Linked DNA regions of Mus musculus: regions 1, 2, 4, 5 and 6 are each linked to region 3. A link is a contact called in public ChIA-PET, HiChIP or PLAC-seq and promoter capture Hi-C data. All regions are on one chromosome and are shown on one strand. The core of a region is the stretch at or near the end of the contact, and the rest is flanking DNA. Distances in the headings are between cores, read along the strand shown. Region 1 overlaps Smad3 (SMAD family member 3). Region 2 holds the start of Glce (glucuronyl C5-epimerase). Region 3 holds the start of Fem1b (fem 1 homolog b). Region 4 holds the start of 2300009A05Rik (RIKEN cDNA 2300009A05 gene). Region 5 holds the start of Paqr5 (progestin and adipoQ receptor family member V). Region 6 overlaps Aagab (alpha- and gamma-adaptin binding protein).

What was found. Promoter capture Hi-C pulls out the DNA fragments that hold promoters and counts their contacts. ChIA-PET counts read pairs in DNA pulled down with a chosen protein or histone mark. HiChIP or PLAC-seq counts read pairs in DNA pulled down with a chosen protein or histone mark. Capture Hi-C pulls out chosen DNA fragments and counts their contacts.
Region 1: an RNA polymerase II ChIA-PET map of memory CD8 T cells shows a contact between it and region 3, with 11 read pairs. The contact joins the enhancer-like site here to the promoter of Fem1b in region 3. A contact is called at or near these places in 4 of 115 datasets of contacts at active chromatin or transcription factors (embryonic forebrain, embryonic stem cells, memory CD8 T cells and 1 more) and 1 of 9 other capture datasets (embryonic stem cells).
Region 2: a contact with region 3 is called in a promoter capture Hi-C map of erythroid cells, with 12 times the contacts expected there. The contact joins the promoter of Glce here to the promoter of Fem1b in region 3. A contact is called at or near these places in 3 of 39 promoter capture datasets (cranial neural crest, erythroid cells and frontonasal cranial neural crest), 5 of 484 Hi-C or Micro-C datasets (CD4 T cells, CD8 T cells, Th1 cells and 2 more), 4 of 115 datasets of contacts at active chromatin or transcription factors (astrocytes, memory CD8 T cells, pancreatic cancer cells and 1 more) and 1 of 9 other capture datasets (adipose tissue).
Region 4: a contact with region 3 is called in an H3K4me3 HiChIP or PLAC-seq map of pro-B cells, with 3 times the contacts expected there. The contact joins the promoter of 2300009A05Rik here to the promoter of Fem1b in region 3. A contact is called at or near these places in 3 of 39 promoter capture datasets (the C10 cell line, erythroid cells and pre-B cells), 6 of 484 Hi-C or Micro-C datasets (B cells, CD4 T cells, CD8 T cells and 3 more), 10 of 115 datasets of contacts at active chromatin or transcription factors (the 230-238 cell line, acute myeloid leukemia, astrocytes and 6 more) and 3 of 9 other capture datasets (adipose tissue, liver and pancreatic islet).
Region 5: a promoter capture Hi-C map of adipose tissue shows a contact between it and region 3. The contact joins the promoter of Paqr5 here to the promoter of Fem1b in region 3. A contact is called at or near these places in 2 of 115 datasets of contacts at active chromatin or transcription factors (large pre-B cells and pancreatic cancer cells) and 1 of 9 other capture datasets (adipose tissue).
Region 6: an H3K4me3 HiChIP or PLAC-seq map of bone marrow-derived macrophages shows a contact between it and region 3, with 2.8 times the contacts expected there. The contact joins the enhancer-like site here to the promoter of Fem1b in region 3. A contact is called at or near these places in 6 of 115 datasets of contacts at active chromatin or transcription factors (T-cell acute lymphoblastic leukemia, acute myeloid leukemia, astrocytes and 3 more).

What each region holds. Positions count from the first base shown.
Region 1 is chr9:63,720,576-63,724,312 of GRCm38.p6, forward strand. All of the region lies in intron 1 of Smad3 (SMAD family member 3), which reads right to left. Among named protein-coding and RNA genes, the nearest start is that of Gm51710, 9.2 kb to the right of the region's middle. Within about 2 kb of position 1,301, at least 151 of the 459 cell types and tissues checked have an H3K27ac peak or open chromatin away from gene starts, as enhancers often do. A contact at or near this core is called in memory CD8 T cells, where this site is marked.
Region 2 is chr9:62,121,204-62,124,830 of GRCm38.p6, forward strand. Glce (glucuronyl C5-epimerase) reads right to left here and starts at 1,406. Exons shown (of 5, transcript NM_033320.5): 1 at 1,282-1,406. It overlaps Mir5133 (microRNA 5133), which reads right to left and starts at 1,391; the gene lies at 1,315-1,391.
Region 3 is chr9:62,809,422-62,812,956 of GRCm38.p6, forward strand. Fem1b (fem 1 homolog b) reads right to left here and starts at 2,227. Exons shown (of 2, transcript NM_010193.4): 1 at 1,637-2,227. The coding sequence starts at 1,884.
Region 4 is chr9:63,397,619-63,400,959 of GRCm38.p6, forward strand. 2300009A05Rik (RIKEN cDNA 2300009A05 gene) reads right to left here and starts at 1,626. Exons shown (of 2, transcript NM_027090.1): 1 at 1,258-1,626. The coding sequence starts at 1,603. Gm16759 (a long non-coding RNA gene) reads left to right here and starts at 1,699. Exons shown (of 5, transcript XR_003948339.1): 1 at 1,699-1,834.
Region 5 is chr9:62,024,868-62,028,395 of GRCm38.p6, forward strand. Paqr5 (progestin and adipoQ receptor family member V) reads right to left here and starts at 1,923. Exons shown (of 8, transcript NM_028748.2): 1 at 1,820-1,923.
Region 6 is chr9:63,640,502-63,644,081 of GRCm38.p6, forward strand. Aagab (alpha- and gamma-adaptin binding protein) reads left to right here. Exons shown (of 10, transcript NM_025857.3): 10 at 1-3,580. Among named protein-coding and RNA genes, the nearest start is that of Aagab, 40 kb to the left of the region's middle. Within about 2 kb of position 1,945, at least 23 of the 459 cell types and tissues checked have an H3K27ac peak or open chromatin away from gene starts, as enhancers often do. A contact at or near this core is called in bone marrow-derived macrophages, where this site is marked.

The DNA of each region.
Region 1 (3,737 bases), core at 51-2,550, 910 kb after region 3:
CATGCTTGACTTGCTTTTGGTCTTGTTTGAGACAGGGGTCTCACTCTGACCTGAAATCCATAATCCTCCTGCCTCAGCTTCTCAAGTGCTGGAATTATAAGTATGCCCCACCTCGCCCAACAGGATCCTTTCTTTGTAGAAGTCTAGCTTCTTCTATGATGAGGCATTCTGGCTAGCATGCCTCATCTCCCCAAGGGAGCTGCCACTCGGTGTACACACTGGCACCTACCCACTCCCATGAGAACAGGAAAGCCTGAACTCATTCATTCCCCAGCCTCTCCGAGGACAAGGAAGTGCCACTCACTGTGCTAGTGTAGCGTTTACAAAAGTTGAAAAATACCCACGCCGGCCCTGCCTGCCTGCCTGCCTGCCTGCCTGCCCTGGGTGACACTCTGGGCTGTTAGAGGCGGAGGAGGTATGGGGGTGAGCAGTCTGAAGTCTGATCTTATCTACTTTCCTGCCTTTGAACATTGCCACAACAAACCCAGCAGGCCAGGCTCTTTGAAAAGCAGGGCCTGTTACACACAGCTCAGCCCTGGCCCCCTTCCTTCCTCCAGGTCCCCTGGCTCCCTTCTGTACAATCTCCAATGGCCTGCAGGTCAACACCTTGGAAAAGGTAAAGCTACTCACTCCCTTAAATAAGACACATGGCCTCACTGATCAACCCACACTGAGTGCTTACTGAGGTCTAGAAACAAGCTAGACACAAAGAGAAAGGTACACAGTTGGCCCCCACATTGGCTACTAGAAGTGACAGAGTGCCAAGCTTCCCCGGGATTAACAGGAGATGGAAGTCATTATTGTTGGCTCAGTTCAGGCCCCTGTGTTCTGTTCAATAGATGCATAGAAAAACCATACAGGAGTAACGATCAGACATTGGACTGCTACACATGACAGGTCGAAGCTACCAGCATCTGAGATGAGAGGGCCGAGTGAGTAGCTGATGATGAGACAGAAGCCCAGACAGTGCTTGGAGTTCTGAGTTCCTATTTCTGGGCCAGTAGTGCCTAGTTCTCCACCTGTTCTAGGTTCCCTAAGGCAGGTCAGGTCACAGCTGGAACTCAATCATCCTTAACTCACATCTGCACAGGTCTCTGCTGCTTCCTTAAACTCTCTTCAACCCCATCCCTCACCACAGCACCTTGGACTTCCCCAAATGGTGGGAGGCAGGGGGAGGAGAGCAAGGCAGGCCCAAGACAGGGCTTCCGAACAGGGAACTCCAGCAGTCAGAACTGGGCGGATGAATGACACACGGGTAAGTTACCTTTGTGGAGAAGGGCCAAATTAATACATTCAAAAATATTTACTGAGCTCTGCGCCCTAGGCAGGAAGTGACTCAGCAGACATTCAGAGAAAGGAAAGGTGGTTAGAGAGAGAGCCGGGGGTAACCAAGGCAAGGGAGTGGAACCATTCTGGGAACAAAGGACAGAGAGAGAGAGAGAGAGAGAGAGAGAGAGAGAGAGAGAGAGAGAGAGAGAGAGAGAGAGAGAGAGAAGGGTGCGAGAGTCTGGGGCACACTCCGAGATACATGGCAGCCAATGGATGTGGCAGCAGGTGCATATAGCATACCCAAGAGGGACCAGGGTGAGCTCCAACTAGAAAGAGTGAAGACAGATCCAGATAGTGCTGGGCTCTGGAGACCTTTCAGTACCCAGCGAGGGGACCGGACCACATCCCAGTCCACATGAGCAGGATGAGTCCGGGTCCTACCTATCCACTGTGGTCTGCCCCTGCTAAGGCCATGGAGAAACTCAGGCTCGCACCTGTTTACCAGACTCTCACTCCGAAATTATCAGAATCCGTCCACATTCACCAGTCTGCACTAGCCCTGACCAGCACCCCAGGCAGACCCCAAATTCCTGCAGTGGAGGAAGGACCTGAATGTTCACACAAAACCCACTGGCTTCGAGAGGGTGGTTGGGCCAGCTCACTCTGAAAAGAGCCTCCTTTGGCATATTGCAAGTGGTTTTCACACATTTCTGGGCAAGGGCGTGGGACTGTGTGAACAACACGTTCCAAAAGGAAAAGCAGTGTGCAGTGGTCTCTTCTGACTCGCCCTACCTGTGACAGACTCCAGTGCATGCCCCCAGTGCACACACCTCAGCCCACCCCACCACGGCCTGACTAGCAAGGCAGGTCTAGAGGATCCTAAGGTCAATGCCACTCACTCACAACGCACTGACCTTCCAGGTGACCAGCAAGAATGCAATTAAATCTCAGGCCATTCCACATGAGCTCACCTTACCTCCATCTGGTCCGATAGAGCTAAGCAGGGTCGAGGCTGGTTAGTGTTTGGATGGGAGGATATGACTAATCCTTACAGGGAAGGGGCTGAGTCTTCACTAACTCTGCCTTCAACAAAACAGGTGCCTCGGACCCTGCGGTCAATGGCAGAACAGACCCCAGACATTCCAGGTCCAGTTTCCCAGGAGAACCCACTTCATCGTACAATCCCGCCTGCCCCTCAGTCCCGCCATCCCACAAACGCCTGCACAGGCAAGAAAGCCTGACAAGGCCATCGCCTCACACCCACTCCAGGGGACATGAAGGCTGGCATGCTAGTCATGCACAGGGTATGACAGCTAGGCTTGGACAGGAGAGGCTACTGCCCAAACGTCCCAGAGCTAATAAGACTCAGCACTTGTCATTCCTTGTCCCTGGGTCATACTTCAGTATACTTTCTCGGGATAGTGAAATTTCCAAGCTCCTGAAACCTTCTCTTACTTCTCCTAAAGATTAAATACACCTTTCACTCGGTGCCAGCTCAGCTTCCTCAGATGGCACCATCATAACTACGCTCACTGCCACTACCCGGGACAGCATACTAGAGAGCTGCTCCCGAGAGGACCGAGTCACACAGTCACATAGGGCTGGTTGAGCTTGAAGCCCTCTTCTGATACAGCAGTGTTTATAGAACTCACTGATGCCCATGTGATTCATGTCACCATAAACACAGACTCACCCACCCGGCGCTGGGTCCACATCAGTCTTAAAGCAGAACGAGCAGTGAACTGCGTCCTAGAAAGGCTTGTTTCCTGCCATGCCAAATGTTCACAGTGGAAAGGAAAAGAGCAGGGCTGAGGAAACTGTCCCATTGTTCAAGTGCTAACCGCACAAGCACAAGGACATGAGTTCAAGTCCCGGGACTCTCAGAAAAGGACTGGGTGTGGTAGCAAGCACTTAGATCCCAGGGCTGAGGAGGCAGAGACAAGAGGGTGCCTGGAGCTCACTAGGCAGCCAGCTGAGACAAATCACTACGTTCTAGTAACTGTCTCAAAAACACAAGCAGAGACCAACTGAAGGAGACACCTGAGGATGATCTCAGGCCTTCACATGTACCTGTGTATGTACACACACACACACACACACCTGCACACAAATACACACACACCCCTGCACACAAATATATACCCACACCTGCATACAAATACACACACACACTTACACACACACCTCTGCACACAAATATATACACAAACACCTGCACACAAATACACACACACACTTGCACACAAATACACACACACCCCTGCACACAAATACACACACACCCCTGCACACAAATACACACACACACCCCTGCACACAAATACACACACACACACCCCTGCACACAAATATATACACACACACCTGCACACAAATACACCCACCCACACACACAAATACACACACACCTACACACAAATATACACACATACCCTTGCACACAAATACACACACACCCCTGCACACAA
Region 2 (3,627 bases), core at 156-2,655, 690 kb before region 3:
AGTCTGGCAGAGTCTTCAAGAACTCTGTAAGATTCAAACCACGGTAAAAACTGATGTACCAGAATTCTCTAAAGAAGCTCAATAGGGCATCATTAACAGGTTGCCAATGACGCTTTTGTAGAAATCTGGACTTGAGACATACATACATAATATGCTACACTTTTGTTTTTAATTACCCCTCTTCCACAAAACCTTTAGAAAGGATGCTTCTTGGCACTACCTAACACCCAGGCAAATTCAGGACAGATTTAACCATGCAAGACCATCAAACACTACCTAAAACAGAAAGCCCAAATCGCACAGCCGCCCTACCCTCAGATCTAAACCCTCACTCAACAGTCAGGTATTCCAGACAACATGCTCAAGTCTGGTATCGCTCCTCTCCTCTCCTCCGGAGATCAGAGCTCCGGCGACACCAGCGCGTCCCCAAAGGTATCCTGGGGCAAAGAAAAGAAAACTGCAGAACAAGCCCACTGTGTCTCCAACTAGGCAACTGCCCCGATCAAGCGTCCAACGAAGAAGCACTGAGTTAAATCTCATCGAGAAAGAGAGAGAGACCAGATCGAGACCGTCAGATACCGAAAGCCACAAGCAGTGCCATGGGGTGGCTCCTGAAACCGGGTCTGGCACCCCTGGAGACCCAGAGACCGCTGAGCCGCGCCCACACGGCAAAATCACCCTCCTTGTCGCCCCGAAAAAGAATGGGGACCATCACGCACAGTTACCGCCCCCCTCTGGGCGAAGCAGAAACCCCAATACAAATGTTGGTCTCCCCATGCACGCTTCCCGCCCCCACCCACACCCACCCAGTCCGTTCCTTCCCGGGAGGGACACGGGCATCGTCTTATCACCCCATGGCGACCTTAAACAAACCCAAGTCTCTGGAACCCTGACATCCTCCTGCTTTACCCCAGGAATGCCAAGCGGACCCCTCTCCGCTCATAGGTCTCCCCGTGCCCTCCGGACAAGGCTAAACTGTATCCCAAGCCCCTCAACTGCACGGGATCGCCAGAAATGGTCTCCAAGTCCCAGAACCGCGCTATGCCAGCACCCGGGCTCTCAGGCAGGACACAGGACGCGCTCCCGCGACCCTAGAGACCCGGGACCGCCTGGGCAGCCACCCACCCCCACTCCAAAGCCAAAGAAGCCCCGAGACCCCAGCCCCCGCCGCGTCACCCAAGATCCCCGCACTCGGAACGCCGCGCATCCCCGGGAGCCGCCCCCGTCGCGAGCCCACTTGCCACGGCCGCCCCTCAGCCACGACACGACGAGCTCCCTCACCTGAGGCGCGTCGGCGGACGAGCGGCCCCCAGAGCCCTGAGGAAAACTGAAGCGAGCGGCAGAGACACGGCGGCCCAGGCCTGCGCTGCCGCAGCTCCAGCCTCTCGGCGAGGAAGCGCTCGTGTGAGGAGAGCCCGCCCGCTCGGCGCGCTACTGGGGAGCCGAGCCGCCGCCGTGCCCGCGGCTCTTCCCGCGAGATCCCAGCCACGGTAAGGGGCGAGGCCATGCCGGGGAGGAGAGGGCGGGACGGAGGCTCTTCGAATGGCAGCTCCGTCAGCCTGTTAGATTCGGTGTAGAAGGCGGGGTCACCAAGAGGAGGGGCCATATTAAGGGGAGGAGCTATGATGAGGGGGCGGAGAGTCCTCGAATGACAGTTCCAAAAAACCAATCAACGGTGGCAGCGCAGAAGGCGGGACTCGCATTCTCCTGTGACCAATTGCAAAAGAGTAGAGCTAATTCTCCCCGCCTATCATCAATAAATTGCGGGCGAAGGTGTTGCTGACCCGATGTCAGTTTGCTACCTGGGCAGTTGCAGAGGTACTTTAGATGACGTGGTTTGGGCAAAGTTTGGTCCTCTTCGGCCGCCGTAGAGACACTTAGCGGAGAAGCTGAACTAAATAGTGCTTAAACCGAAGAGCTGTCCGTGCGTTTTCACTGCTCTCTGAAGTGAACAGGGAGGTCCCATCTGCCAGCCTGAAGACTTACAGCCTCACTTTACTCACTTCGGTCTCCTCCTTTAGTGTAGCTTTCTCCCATTTCGGACTCTCTTCCGTTTTTATTTCAAACGGCGATGATATCGTCACGGGTGCTTTAAGCTCCAACCCAGTTTATCTGGTCCAACAAAGGACCTTTCTAATTCATTTGTGCGTTCTACTTAAAGTCTTCCACAAAGATGAAGAACGAAATCTCAAACGAGTGCTAACCTAACAAACCCGAGAACTTGTATCTTTACAGACCATAGGGCCCAGTAATGTTTAGCACAGGTAGGGTATAGAGCATTCAATAAATCTAAAAGGAAGGAATGGAAACTGTGGTGCTTATCTGTACTGGCTTCAGAAACTGGGCTTTCCTAGCCTTTCCCATTCCCCCCTCACATTTAAGTCCCTTCACTCATTATTATGCCTGCCCTGTAGCTTTCCTTCATCTTCCCCTAGTCTCCCTTGCCCAACACAAAAAGTAGCCTTACTCTTTCTCAAGGTTAACTCCTGCCCTTGTGCACTGGACCTCAGCCAGGCCCAGACTCAGTCAGCTCCCCCACCCCCACCCCCACCCCCATTATCAATTTTTTAGCCCCTTTATCCCCAGAACACACTCATTATCCCCTGTTATTTGAACAGAACACAACTACCCTGCCGGTTCTATCCACTCGAGCTGCCCTGTCCTGAGAATCCCACGTCTTGAGAAAATTAAAGTGTATTGTGGTCCCCACCTTCTCATCCCTTATTTCCCTGCTACAATACTGCGTTTGCCCACACAATCTGCTGCTCTCCCAACAGTTTCAAAAGACCTCTCTCCTACTAGACAAATGGTCTCTTTGGTGGGACTTTTTCCCCAATGGCTTCTCGGAGGTTCATTGACAACGCTCAGGATGTCTTCCTTTAGCACCTGCCTAACTGTGTTCTTTTCATTCTTTAGCTACTTTTTTTTTAAAGTCCCCTCTCCTAGTTTGAAAATGGTTGAATATTGATGACTCCTTATCTTATTGCACACCTTGTGCATAATAAGAAAAATGTCCACACACCACTGCACACTCTGAGAGCCACAAATTGGTTCAGACAAAAGCTGTTAGAAAAATCCAGAGGGAAGAGAGGCAGCTCTGAAGCTTGAGCTGGGTGGTAAAATACTAGGATGGCCCATATAAATTAAAGGCAGAAATGGAAGCTTTTCAGAGAAAATAATCTAAACCAGAGCAATGATAAAAAGCATGTGAGCTGAGCCAGGCTGCAGGTTGGATGGCTCAGTAAATAGATTCCCCCATCTGGGGTGGGGGTGGGGGGCAAGATCAGAAAGGAGCCAGATAGTGAAAGGCTTTGACTACCAAGCCACAGTAATTGGACTTGATTTGGTGTTAAATGGGAAACCCGAACAAATTCAAATATTTGTAGAGGCTGTAAGGAAGCTAGGTGTGAAAGCACTTCTATCAAATGTATATATATAAAATACATATATATGTGTATATATATGTGTGTATATATACACACATATATATGTATTATACATATATATGTATATTTATACATACATAAAACAAGCTAACATCCTATGACAATTTTTAAAAAGCTTACCATTTTTTCTTAACAAATATAATTGGTAAGCGCAGATGGTCAGGTTGGGATTTAAAATTCT
Region 3 (3,535 bases), core at 977-3,476:
AGGTTCTTTTCATTGTCACCTCAAAACAGCTTTCTCGTCCATGATCTAAGACAGCAATGGCCAGAGCCTTTCTAAATTTGTGAGAAAACTAATTTCTTCCTGACAGGTTCTCTTATCAACCCAGATCTCAACAAGCTCCATAGCAACAGCTGCTACTACAGGGACTCATTCCTAACTTAATAGATATGAATGTTTACATAGTGGGGCCATCCTGCTTCAGGCATAGGTAAAGTTGTGAGATGCTGGAGATCTCTAGGACACAAAGCCAAAGAATAGGCATGAATCAGGTTGCCATCTTTGCTCATCTTCCTACTATCTACACTAGAACCAAATATAAGCTATGACCCAGGGGCTGGCATTTCATTAGAATACAACAGTCCAAATCATTTCCCTCTCATTTAAAACTGACTCAAAAGCTTTTATGGTTTAAGGAGGAAAAAAAAAAAAAAAAAAAACAAACAAAATTTAACATTCATCTTTAAAAAAAAAAAAAAAAAAAAAAGATGCTTTAAAGCCCACACCTATAATGGAAGCTAAAGCAAGAGGTTGGGGGATTCCAGGTCAGCCTGGGCTATGCAGCAAGACCTGGTTTTGGAGACCAGAAGTAGCAAAGAAGAAGGGAGGGAGGGAGGGAGGGAGGGAGGGGCTAGAGAATATAAGAATGCTTCCAAACAGGCTTTTTTGGTCAGGCAGTTTTTACTAACCAAAACTAAATTGCATTTCTATACGTAGATTCCACCTACTGCAAAAGAAAATGCTAAACTAGTAATAGCTTATTCATTTACAGGTCAACAAAAACCAATGTAAACAAAGCAAACTGAATACAGCTATATTATGCCAATCATTCCGCAATCGTTCAGCACAGGAAAAAAAAAAAAGGTATCAAACGTGACGACTCTGTTATCTTCCTCCGCCCCCCAAAAATATGTACAATTAACCTCAAATGAAAAAAAATATTAGAATAATAGTAAATAGTAAATTTTTGAACAATGTTAAGTGTTTGTGAAACCTTCCCACTGTATCACCCTATACATGTAATTTAGCAATGGCGTAACTTCTACGCCAGGCCCAGAGCCACCTGTACAGCCAAAAATATTGGCCAGCATTGTGGGAGAGTCAGAACCGTGCCTAGAGATGCCCAGCTGCATGACAAGATTCTAGGGGCTTATTTTAACAGATAGTCCCACGACCTGCTTGAGGCTCGATCCGACCACGGGAGGGGGGGAGCGGGAGGAGAAGGGATATGGAGAGGTTAAATGAAGCATCAAAAGGTCCTCAATTTTAATTGTTGATCTCGTTAATTTCCGATCTAGGTTACTACGCCAGTGCTGATATAAAGATACAAAAACCTAGATGGGCAGCCACCACTCCGACAGTGCGTGTTCGCTGACTAATGAAGACTATAGATCTCAAGACCCAGGGTGTGGCTACCACCTACAGGGGGAAAAGGGTAGGAGTCGATAAGAAAAGGCAGCAAAGCATAGCTCTGGGAGACGAGGTGGGCATCAATGGGGGTGAAGGGATATGAAAAAGAACTGAGTCCACACATGAAAACAGGGTTAATGAAGGATGAGAGGATCCAGGGCTTGGGAGGCCCGCGCGCGTCGGAGGGAGGATGGAGTTGGGATGTACCTACCCGTCGAAGCGGACGGTGCCGGTCTGCTGGGTCTGCACACGGTAGTGTTCTAACAGCAAGCGCACCACCTTGGCGTGCCCATTGCGGGCTGCGATGATGAGGGGTGTGGAGCGCTGTCCTCCCTGCTGACTGACATAGCCCAGCAGGTAGCGGATATCGCTCTCTGACCGGTTAAGGAGCAAGGCAGCCAGAGTGAGCACCTTGCCCTCGCTGGCCGCCTTGTACACATAGCCAGCCAGGCCCTCCATGGCCGCCGCCAACTCCAACACCCGTTTGGTCGCCACCGCTGCTGCTGCCTTGCGCCCCCGGAGGCCGCGTCCACCAGCACTTCAGACCCGGGCCCTCACAGCCCATTCAACAGGGCGCCGCCGCCGTGTCCAGGCAGCAGCGCGACCCAGGGAGGGCGGAGACGCAGAGGTGGCCGAGCACCGCCGGAGGCACAAGTGGGACCCGGCCCGGGCGGGGAGAAGGACGGTCAGGGCCGCCCCCGAGGCCCCAGGCACCGGCCCTGGGCCGAGGGGATCTCCATGGCGGCCGCCGCCCCGGGTCTCAGGCCGCCTCCTTCCTGCGGGCTGCGACAGGCGCGCGCCCGAGCTACGGGTCGCCGCTGGGGTCTCGAGAGGCCCGCGCACGCCCTGGATAGCGAGCGATGTGCACGCCTGCCCGCGCCGGGCCGGAGGGTCTGGAACGGCCTCCACTTAGCTCCTCGCCGCAGGAAAACCGCGGGCACTCGCCCACCGGCGATCGAAAGGGTCCGCTGGCGAGCGGGGCTCCCGTGAGCCGCGCGTGGGTGTTCGCGGACCGCGCCGGCAGCACCAGCACCGGAACTTAGGGCGGGAGGAAAGCAGCCGCCGCAGACGGAGCCGAAGGGAGGGAGGGAAGGCAGGAGTGGGAGGGACGCTTAAGTAGGTATTGCTTCCTAAACCGACCGGCGGGCAAACGAGGCTATCCTAAAGAAAGGTTCCGCTGTGCGCAGTTAGCTGAGCTCTGATGCGGGTTTGAAAGTCCCTAGTGCCCTTGACGCAAGTAGCCATCTCGCCCCCACAGGACCCTAGGATGCTTAGTCAAGGCTGGGGGCGGAGAGAAGGCTACTGAATCTACGGGCTAGAAAGCACATCCAGTTTTATGATTATTACTGTGGGATACTGTCTGCCAGTGATTCACGCGCGGGGGCGCGAGGTGGGGGCCACAGGAAAAGGGGAAAGAGCACCCAAAAGATCCATTTTTGAATAAGGGCTATTATGAGCCTCCGAAATTTGGGAGGGCGAGAGCCGCTTCACTGAAAAGCAACTGAAAGCCTCACCAGACCTCCCAGGAAAGGGGATTAAGTGTGTAAGATAAAGAGCTAAGAGGCAGCAGTCATAGCCAGATGGAACCAGTCTCTAGTCCTGACCCTGCAGAACCTCCGCTGTCTCACTTACACGTCACAGAATTGTTAGGATTTGAAAAGAGCATTTATCCAAAGAATGCTATAAGCCATTCACGTACAAGGCTTTGGTTAGCATCAGAGATTTCTTCATCTAGGCTAGGCCTTTCTCTCCTGGGGCTTGTGTGGTTGTGTGGAGAAAGCAGACAAATAAATGATGTAGAGTTGTTGGATTCATGTCATTACTATGAAACAAGGGCTATGGGTGTGGACTAGGAGACTTCGCCTGGGTGGTCAGAGAAGTCCTCTGTAACAGGTGCCTGAAACAGAGGCTGGACAATGGAAATAGTTCAAAGATCCTGAGCAGAAGACAGATGGTGAGCTCAGAACAGAAGCAGTGTGGCTGCTGACTGTAGGAAGAGTTCTAAAGGATTAAGTCAGCAGGATGCAAGTCATGTGGCCCAGTGACCTATGCAAACGGTTTGGTTTACTCTGGGATTGCATTTAGGGAGTTTTAAATAGAAAAGTGACAA
Region 4 (3,341 bases), core at 376-2,875, 590 kb after region 3:
TTTATTATTAATTTTATTTTTTTACAGTCTAGCTGTTGCCCTCCTCCTGGTCCCCCTCCCACAGTTCCTCATCCCATTTCTCCTCCTGGCCTACTAGTTTTCCTAACCTATATCTCAGTATTTGGAAAAGAATGACTCCTGCCAATTCTGAAAATAATAAAATAAACTCATTTCACAAATCTAATTTGTTAGCATTTTGGCTTTTCCCATAGTTTCATACCAACCTCAGGATTAGTTGACATACACTGTATAGAGTGGATCAAACAAGTTATGAGACACATTGGTGTATAATCTCCTTCCTGGATTTTCCAGGGGGACAATGGCTCAAAAATCCCGTAAGTGCTATTTGAGTTATTATAAGCAGAAATGCCCATGCTTTATTAAATTGAATGAACTACCAGACTATATGTAACACTAGTACGGCTACACAGAGTTTAGTGTTAATTTTGGATTGAAAAAAAAAAAAAAACTATTTGGAGGGGGAGGGTGAAGGGGATAGGGGATTTTCGGAGGGGAAACTAGGAAAGGGGATAACATTTGAAATGTAAATAAAGAAAATAATCTAATAAAAAAGTTAATAAATCCCTAGACAGCAATATTTAAAAAAAAACTATTTGGATTATACTGGTTCTGCTTCCTTGTATAGAGTTTGAGTGACTGACATCTAAGTTAATATTTTTTTTAGCAGCTATTAATAGGTCCGAAACATCTTGAGGACTTGAATTTTTCCCTAATCTATAAAATGCTGTCACATCTACAATCCGTGATATTGACTCTTCTGCCATTAGACCACAGAACACACACATCTAGCAGGAGGACCGTCAGAATTAGATTATCTTCAGGAATATAGATACTAAAGGATCTTAAAAGACAGCATCTTTTAAGTCTAGCACCTGAGAAAATATGATGTCTGGAGAGAACCTACTGCTTTTAGCAAAACACAATTGCTGAGATTTCACAGAAAGACAAAGAAACTTTAAAAGTCCGTCCAGTTTTTTGTCCTCCAAAGGCTCTTGGTGATGAGCGCGGGAATGACTCTTGCTAAGCAACTTCGGAGCCACTGTCGGGACTCACTCCTCGCTGCCCTGGGCAGGGTTCTCCCGGGTGGACAGTGGCAGGGCACGACCTCAGGGGTGCTGCAAGCAGCCCACCGGGGATGCGAAGGGCCGGCCCTGGAGAGCGAGCAGCGTGCTTGTGGGCCAGCGGCCGCCCTGGGATGGAGGAGTGCCTGGGTCAGACGAGGGCGCCGCCACTCACCCAGGTTGATGACCTTGAGCGCGGTGAAGAAGCGGTCCTGCGGGGCCAGGTCCTGCCAGGGCGCCTTGGAGCAGTGGTACTTGATGAAGGGGAAGCAGCCGGTGCGCAGGACGTGGTAGTTGGCGCCCAGCACCGGCCAATTGAAGTGCGACAGGCCGAACTGGTCGTTGTGGACCGCACTGTAGGGCACGCAGAAGGAAGTCCAGTGCGGCAGCCGCCGCTGCAGCAGGTGCTGCGTCAGCACCTCCGAGGCGCGGGGCTTCGGGCGGGAGGCGGCGCCCGAGGCCCAGGGCCGGCACAGCAGCAGCCGCAGCGTAGCCTCGTGGGCCCTCCGCAGGGCCTCCATGGCCGGGGCACGCCGGGGAGCCGGCCCTGGGCCCCTGGGGCCGGGCCTCTGGGGGCGGGGTCAGGCGAGTGTGCGCATGCGTGTTCCCCTCACCACCCTAGGCCAGGGCGGGGGACACCCAGCGGGCAGCGCGCGGGTGAGAGCGCCTTGAGGTGCGGCGCGTGCGCACAGGACGGGACGGGAGGGCGGAGCGACTGCGCAGATCAGGAAAATTGTCACCTCTGGCCTCAGGTAACCTCGGAGCAGGGAGACAATGTTAAAACAATCCTCCACAGCGACAAACCCGGTCTGGCTGTCAGGCGCTGGGCTCCAGGGAAATCCTCAGGGATGCTGAGGTGCTTGAGGTGTGCACAGGAAAGTGAGCTGACACCAAGGCCTGGCCTTTGCCCGGGCTGGACGCTTGGTGACCTCAGACTGCACGTATGTGCAGATGTCCTCACAGTCGTGTTCACTGTCCAGACTGAATCCTACCTAGATAGTGCAAGATAGGGTCCCAAGCCAGATGTGGCGCTTGCCTGGAATCACAGCCCTGAAAAGGCTGAGATGTGAGGATGGGGAGGTGGAGGCCAGCCTGGGCTACATAGAAGAGCAAGTCTCAACTGCCTCCCTGTCCCCGCACCACCACCCCCAAAACCCGAAAAGCAGTCCTATGTTTTCTCATTTAGTGCCCTAAAGCTCAGAAAAACTTCCCTCCTGAGAACACAGTAAATACTAGGACCGGAATTGGCAGTCACCAACCTTTAACAATCTCAGTTACCCATGAAAGTGTAAGGGAAGCATTTCTCAGACTTTCTGCTAGCATACAACCTCATGTCTAAAGTATCATTACTCTTATATGTCCTCAATTTTTGTGGGGAGAATGAGTAAATAGGATGAGGTTTCTGGAAAGTACCATATGCAAATGAAGTAATTCTCTGTGTTGGAACTATATAACAATTATTTGCTGAAAATTCAAGAAGGATGTAGAATAGTGTGATGTTTAAAGAAGATTTGTTTATTTTGTGTATACAAGTGCTCCATTTTCATGCACACCAGAAGAGGAAATCAGATCCCATTACAGATGGTTGTGAGTCACCATGTGGTAGCTGGGAATTGAACTCAGGTCCTCTGGAAGGGCAGCCAATGCTCTTAACCACTGAGCCATCTCTCCAGCAACATTTTTGTTTTTATAGTCACCAGTTTTGGGTTAGTCAACATTGAGTTCATTCCACAAATATGTTAAATATTTAGGGGGGTTTTGCAGTCATGCAAATAGTTTGAACTTTATAAGATTCTCTATTAGATATCGATTTTTAAAGAAAGATTAGGTGAAGTCATGATATATTTGATATGCAGAATAGCTAGGAGGACTATTGAAGGGAGGTAGGGAGCTGCAGCAGAACTGTCATTTTCAAAGTAAAGTTTTAAAAGCAATGGAGCCCTTTTTCAGACAAAATCTGTCACAGAATTCTAACATATAAAGAAAATTATAAACACAATGTGTTTATTTCTAAACATTTATAAAATTAATTTTTTAATAGTAGTTTCATAGGTAAAGTGGCACCACAACAGAATCACAGCTAGTTTGTTGCCTTGGTTTTGCTGTTCTTGAGTAGGGAGGGGAGCACTGGGCTTTCAGCACTGGTTTGTTGCTGTTGTTTTGTATTGCAAAACAGTGACAATTAAACTGCCATTTCGTTTCCTGGATTTTCTGCTTTGGCTCTATATTATTCAGAAAAATCCTGATCTTTCCAGAAAA
Region 5 (3,528 bases), core at 673-3,172, 780 kb before region 3:
CCTTCCCCCTCCCTGGCAACCCTGCAGGGTGGTAAGAATCCAGGAGAGGCAATAGTAATTAATGTTTTCAAATGAGACCCTTTGAGGAGTGAGGAGGAAGTCCACTAGGTGAGTGGAAGTCTCTCACCCTCCAGCTCAGGCGAGGGACAGGCTGTCCACTTCACCCAGCACCCTGCTCTTCCTTGGCTATACAAGAAGTAAGATGAATAATTATAGTTTTATATACTGGATTAAGAAAGAAGTTGCTCCAAGTAGGGGCAGAGTGTGAAGGCATCTGGGAGTGTGTCCACAGTTTTCTGGTGCTAGCTTTCAAACGTCCTTCCTGATCTTCCAGGGCAGAGTCCTGTCTACTGGAAAAAGAACTCACCCGTGTCTGGTTAACTCACGATGGTCTGGCTCTGTTTCTTCCCTGTGCCAAGTACTATGGATACAGAAGGGACCGCAGGTCCTGCCTCCCTCCTGCTGTCAGGGGAGCTTACCAAGGGGCTGGTAGGGGTTTGGCAGACTTTCCTAAGGGGATTTGGATTCTATTTGAAAGTGCCCTCACCTTGCACACTCCTGGACGTCAAGGGAGCAACTGGCTCCTGCCAGTCAAGGGCATAACCAGAAAAGGACCAGCAAAATGGCTCAGTGGGAGACTGTGCTTGCTACCAAGCCTGACAACCCAGTTCAATCCCCAGGCCCCACATGACCCCTGCAACTTGTCTTCTGATTTCCACATGTACCCCACTACCAAGCACAATAATAAAGAAATATAGTAATCTTTTAAAATGCAGAAGCCCCTGGTCTAAGAGACCATGGCTGAGGCCCACCACTGTGCTTGGGTCAAATGCTTTAACCTTTTGGAGTCACCTTTCTTTCTTCAGCTACCATCTGCTTGGTTTTTCCCCCCGCGGAAAAGTGAAATTGGGGTGTCCATGTCAGCCATGATGGCTGCTTTAGGATCCACCCAGTCTCCCCTCTCTTCTTTCTGGCTCTGGGGGAAGGCGCGGCTTTCTTCTTTCCACCAAGAATTTTGTGGGCTCCAGTGCTCTGCACCTGTAGGCTGCAGCCCACCCACCTCAGGGCATAGGCTCCTCAGTCTGGGTTTTGAGAGTGCTGGGATGGGCGTCAATAAGGACCCGGCCTGACCAAACAGAATGAGACAGGAAAAGGGAAGGGGAAGGGGAAGGGGAAGGGGAAGGGGAAGGGGAAGGGGAAGGGGAAAGGGAAGGGAAGGGAAGGAAAGGAAAGGAAAAAGGAGGGGAGGGAGGGGAGATGAGAGAAGAGAAGAAAAGAAAAAGGAAAGGAAAGGAAAAGAAAAAAGAAAAGAGAGGGGAAAAAACCCCAGCTTCCTGTGTCTGGTTACCCTCTTTATCAGGGCGCAGAGCTACCTCCTTGGGCACAAAACTGTACCACCTTACCCGCACACTATCTGACTGGTTCATAGCGTGCGTCTGGCGAGAGGAGGCGGGAAGTACACATATAAACATCGCTAAAGCTTAAGAATTACTGTCAAATTCCATCCCAGGACTTTTTTTTTTTTTTTTTTTTAAGGGATGGAGAGCCAGGATGGGGAGGGTGTCTGTTTCGTTGAATAATTAAGAGAAAAACTGGTACTTAGAAAGGCTGGGGAAAAGGCCTCCCCTCTTCACGTGGGCTCGGGGTGCGCGGGTGCAAATGTCTGCTTGGCAGTTGCCTGATGCACCACCGTCCAAGAGCAAACTTTCAAGATCCGTCTTCAAGTAGCACCCGGGCTCCGTGGCTCAGTGGCAGAGAATAGGAGCGTGAGGACGGGGACCCGTGGGGGACACTGGCCGGGAGTTCCGCCCTCGGTTACCTGAATTCTGAGGCTCACTGGCGTCCAGTGGATAGGGCGTAGAGACGCAGCAAGAGCAGATCCGAGACGGGCTACTCCTCCCAGGCCAGCGCGGGCCCCCAAGCGCCTGGGAACTGCACCTGGAGAACCCAGAGCGGCGCGCCCTCCTGTCGCGGGTCCCCGCCCAGGCTGTCCCGGCAGGGGCGGGGCAGGGCGGCCTCTGGGAGGAGCCGAGCGATGGGCTCTCCTCCCAGCTCCCTGGCCTCGCCAGGCCTCGTGCACCGAACCCTAGACCTCTTCTCCTTCAAAGCTTCCCGCGTCCCTTCAGCCTCAGGTGCCCCTTAGCTGAAATTTGAGGTACACAAGGTTCTCTTTCTCATCCTGTACTCTCTGGTAGGTACTCTACACTACTCCTACCCTTAGATCTGAGGTCTGGGAGCCCGTAGGCCACCTTGCAGCTCACTGAAGGATAGGAAAGCAACTGCCTGATCCCATGGTCCTCTCCTCTGCTGAGAGGCCCCCGGCTGATGATGGCCCCTGCCATCAGACCACCTAGAACAGTGGGTCCTTGGAAACCCTTGTCCGCAGGCTCGGTGTCTCTGGTCCTAGGTTCCCAGATTGGAAGATGTTAAGCATGGCCCTCTACCAGCTAGTGGACACAGAGAGAAGAGATGAAGGGACACAGAAGACAAAGAAACCCGGCTCTGGGAAGCTGGAAGCTGGTTCTTCCAGGTGCTGAAGAACAGCCCAAAGCCACTTCCTCCTTCTCCCACCCCACAGCAGGCAATCAATCTCCAGGATCAATCTGGAAGGCTCCAGTGAGCAGTGGGCAGACTCCGTGGTCCTCCCTGAAGTTGCCTCCCTTTTGCTCCCTGACCTGCCTTGCTGGCAGGTATGCACACCAGGAAGAATAGGAGACTGTCCCAGACTCTAGTCAACTCTGACCTTGAGCAAAGCTCTGGTCCCTTCTAGGTCTGTTTCTGAATGAAGTTAATGTGATGTGTTGGAACAAATCTCTCTCTCTCTCTCTCTCTCTCTCTCTCTCTCTCTGTCTCTGTCTGTCTGTCTGTCTGTCTGTCTCTCTCTCTGTCTTTCTCTCTCTCTCTCTCTCTCTCTCTCTCTCTCTCTGTGTGTGTGTGTGTGTGTGTGTGTGTGTGTGTGTGTGTGTGTGTTGGTTGGCCAGTGAGTCTCAGGGATTCACCTGTCTTTACTTCCCAGTGTTGGGATTACAAGCATAAATTACTAATTCTTGGTTTCTTTCATTCTCTCTCTCTCTCTCTCTCTCTCTCTCTCTCTCTCTCTCTCTCTTAATCTGTGTGTCTCTGTGCCTTGTGCCCACAGAAATAAAAACACAAAAAGGCGCTGGGTGTTGGATTCGCCTGGATTACAGGGTTGTGAGCCACTGATGTGGGTGCTGGGAACTAAATCCTCTGCAGGAGCAGCTCTCGATGGAGTCTTCTCTCTAGCTCCCCACCCCCTTCTAAACATGGACTGTGGAGATGGAACACTCTCTTCTTGTTTGAAAGGCAAGCACTTTACCAACTGAGCTGTCTCTCTAGCACTCCCAGATCTAATTGCTTAAGGGGAAAGTGTCTTAGCCACGTAGGCAGGCAGGCAGGCATCCTGTGCACACCAGAGTTTGACAAGTGGGTGGAAAATGGGTTCTCTGCTGAGCTCGGCCTTGAGTGAATCCACTAGATGGAGATGCAGATCTCTGCTTTGTCTTCCCA
Region 6 (3,580 bases), core at 695-3,194, 830 kb after region 3:
CCTTCAGATCTACAGTCTTCGTTTTAAGAACCTGGGTAAAATGAGGCTCGGAAATGTGTAATACAGGAGAACCAAGTGTCAGAGAGCACACTGTGACCTCAGCACTGAGGGTCTGAGGCCAGCCTGGGCTCCATGGGGAGTTCTGCTGCTGTGCTCGATTGCCCCGTTCATTCTGTCTGCAGGTCCGGAGCTTGTGCTATCGGCTGTGTACTGTCACTGGTCCCCGCCAAGAGCACAGCTCTGACCTAAGGTGAATGCTGGTGACAAGAAAGGCAGCTGTAGATGTAGGATGTGCCTAGGGGATAGGGAACAGGTGGCTCATGGGTTTGTCTCTTAGTAAGTCCTTAGTAAGTTCAGTGTCTGAGTTCCTGCCACAAAGCAGCAAAAGCCAGGTGTGTCTCTATAAGAAACAGAGGTGAAAGTTTCCTCCTCTGGGGAATGTAAACTCCCCTCTCCCCACTGCTGGGCAAGGGCCCTGAGTGCCCTCCTGAGGACCCAGGGAGCAGCAGTGTTGGTTCTGAGCACACTGCTGACACTGGCAGCTGTGCTCTTCGACCACTGAGTGTTCTCCCTGGCAATGTGAGGTTTCAGAGCAGGTCTCCCCTTCTTTCTGCTTGGAAGCCAGAGGTTGCTGTCAAGGCACCAGTTCCAAGCAGTGGGGGGATAGGTGAGCCTCCCGACAGCCAGGTCCTGAGCCACCATCATGGTTCACTTCCAGGGCTATTGGCTTCTCCATACTCCAGGGCCCAGCCCCAGGGGAGCACAGAGCAAAGTTCTAAAGGAAAAGAGGGGAAAAGGTCTAAAAGTGCGTAGTCTGTCATCACAGACACTTCTGTGAGGCAGGCTTGAGTCCCCTGCATTGTCATGGGTCTCTAAGGATATGCAGCCATGTACATGGTACTCATCGTGGGCTGAGAGCTGGCCTGACTTAGTGTCAACCATGACTTAGGTCATGACCAGAAACAAGACGCGCCTGCTTGGGTACCACTTACAGGACCTGAAACATGCTTAGCCAGGCCAGAACCAACCCAGGGAGGAGGCATGATCCTGGTGATGGTGGTATTCTAGAAACAGTGGGTGCTGCTTTGCTCCGGGTTCCTGGGTTCCCACTCCCCACATTCTGATCTTGTAAGCTTTGAGCTTGGGTTTACCACCAGCCTTTCAGGGGGACTAATACTTTAATGTGAGTGCATTCGCTACTGGTTAAGAAGGGAAATTAGGGAAGTCGGCTGTGGGTTGCCAGAAAGGTAGAACTTGTTTTTCTTAAAATATGGAAGATTTTAGAAAATATATTAGGTCACATGATTAGGGAAAAAATAGACTAGAAAAGGCTGTGGACTTGATTTTGCTGACTAAACAAACCCAAGTAATTAAAAGATGACTTATTTATAAAGTCTGCTAATGTGTTTTGTTCTGTTTGGGAAGAGGTGTGAGTTGGTGGAAGCCTGGTGTCTTTTGTAGTAGACATACAGTCCGAAGAGTTTGTTGCCTGTAATGTTTCAGAATCTACTTTGCCTATATATTCCTGAGCTGGTGCTGTGGTGATAGGTGTTGTCTAACTTATGTGCACATAAGTTAGAGTTCCGGGGGGACTGAAGGTAAGAAACTGGTTTTCTGCCTTAAATACTTCTTGTTTCTGTAACAAAGTGCTTGGCACATAGTAGGTCCACAATTTTTGTTGACAAGTACAATCTGCTTGGTGGAAATGATCACAGAGTCTGAAGATCCATGAGTTCTAGAAATGAGAGAGAGAGAGAGAGAATATGAATATGAGAGTCAAATTTTTCTTCCCTGAAACAATCATATTATGTAATGATTTCAAAGTGATGAAAGCAAGGCTATTTTTACAGTTTGAAAATATGGCAGAGAATGAGAAGGTTGACAGAACCAGCTGGCTTGCTCTCTATTTATAGAACTTGGCCACATCTGATCTAGAGAAACTAAAGATTTGGGGAAGCTGGGCTTAAATAGTGGGGCAATGTAGAATGTGGTTCAAGGATCATAGGCATACACCAGGCCTCTCCTGTGAACTGCTCCGAACAAGAGGAAGATGTGTGCCTACTGTCACCCTCCCGCTGTGGAGAGCTGGGAGGAACGTCTTGACAGTTTATCATGTTCCTTGGGATAGTCTCCTTTAAATTTATTTTTGCATGTATGGGTGTTTTGCCATTTTTGCCTGCAGGTATGACTACACCACATGGTGCCTGTGGAGGTCAGAAGAAGGAGTTGGATCGTCTGGGACTGGCATTACAGATGTTTGTGAGCTGCCATTTGGGTGCTGGGAGCTGATTCCAGGTCCTCTGGAAGAGGAATCAGTGCTCTTGGGATGGTCTCTTAACAGTGACCATTGAGAGAGCATGAAACATGGCCCCTTACCCTTGTGTAAGCAGGAGAGTCATGGTGGAGGGGTAAGATATGGGCTCTAGGGACTATTTTGAGGGTGGGTGTTTGCTGCTGTTAAGCTAAATTTAGCAAGTGTCTAGAATGGACAGGGGTTCTGGTTCATTAGAGCTCTGCTTGAAGGAGAGAGCTTAAGCAAATGCGCTGATGACCAGACGTGCTCTTCACACACACACACCCGTCTACAGGGGACAACTGAGCATTGGATCATTATCTAACAGTCTCAGAGCCTACAGGGAGAGAGAATGTAATCATCTTCCCCAGTGCTCGGGCTCGTGGGCTGCTCAGACTGGAAGTTGACATCCCCTTTGTGTACCTGGGCAGTGAAGTGCTGCCACAGAGCAGAAGGCAGGGCTCTGCTCAGTGACCCGCCTTACACCTTAGGCGCACACACTGAGTCTCATGTTCTCCACGGAGCTGCTCTATACCCTAACTATGAGGGAAGTAGGTTCCAGTGCCGAGAGCATCTTGCTTGATTCTGGTTGTTCCTCTGGTGTGTGGAATGAACAGTTAATAGCAGTCATGTGTATCTATCCTCAGAATGCTGGGCAGCCCATTTCCTGTGTCCTAGTGATTGAACAGTTCCACTCCCCCATCCCTCCTTATGGAAAAGTACAGATTCAAAACCTGGCCTTAAAATTATGACTATCTTTGGCATACAAACTTGCTTGGTGTACATGTGTGTATGGGGAGCGGGAGTCTTAAAGCCTTTGTGTGTGCTACATTTATTTATGTGTGTGTGTACATGTGTGCCACTTGGTGTATGTGAAGGTCAGAGGACAACTTTAAGGAGTTTGTTCTCTCCTTTCACGGTGTGGGTCCTTGAGACTTGAATTCAGGTCATCAGTGGTGGCAGCAAGCCCCTTGACCCACTGAGCCATCTTGCCAGCCCGTTTCTTTTGTTTTCGAGATGTAGTTTTGCCACACAGGCCTTCAGTGTTCAGTCCTCTTACCTCAGGCTCTTGAGAGCTCGGGTGGCAAGTGTACTACGCCCGTGCATGCTCACCCACCAAGAAGCTGGGCAGCAGACACTCCAGCTCAGCTTGCTAACCAGGAGCCTCTCTGCTGTCCTTGGGAAAGAAGTGGCCATCAGATGGCTTTAATGCTACGGAGGTGTGAGCTCACTGATGTCCAGGATCTGTGCTTTATAAAGATAACAGTGTTGGTGGGAAGAAACATA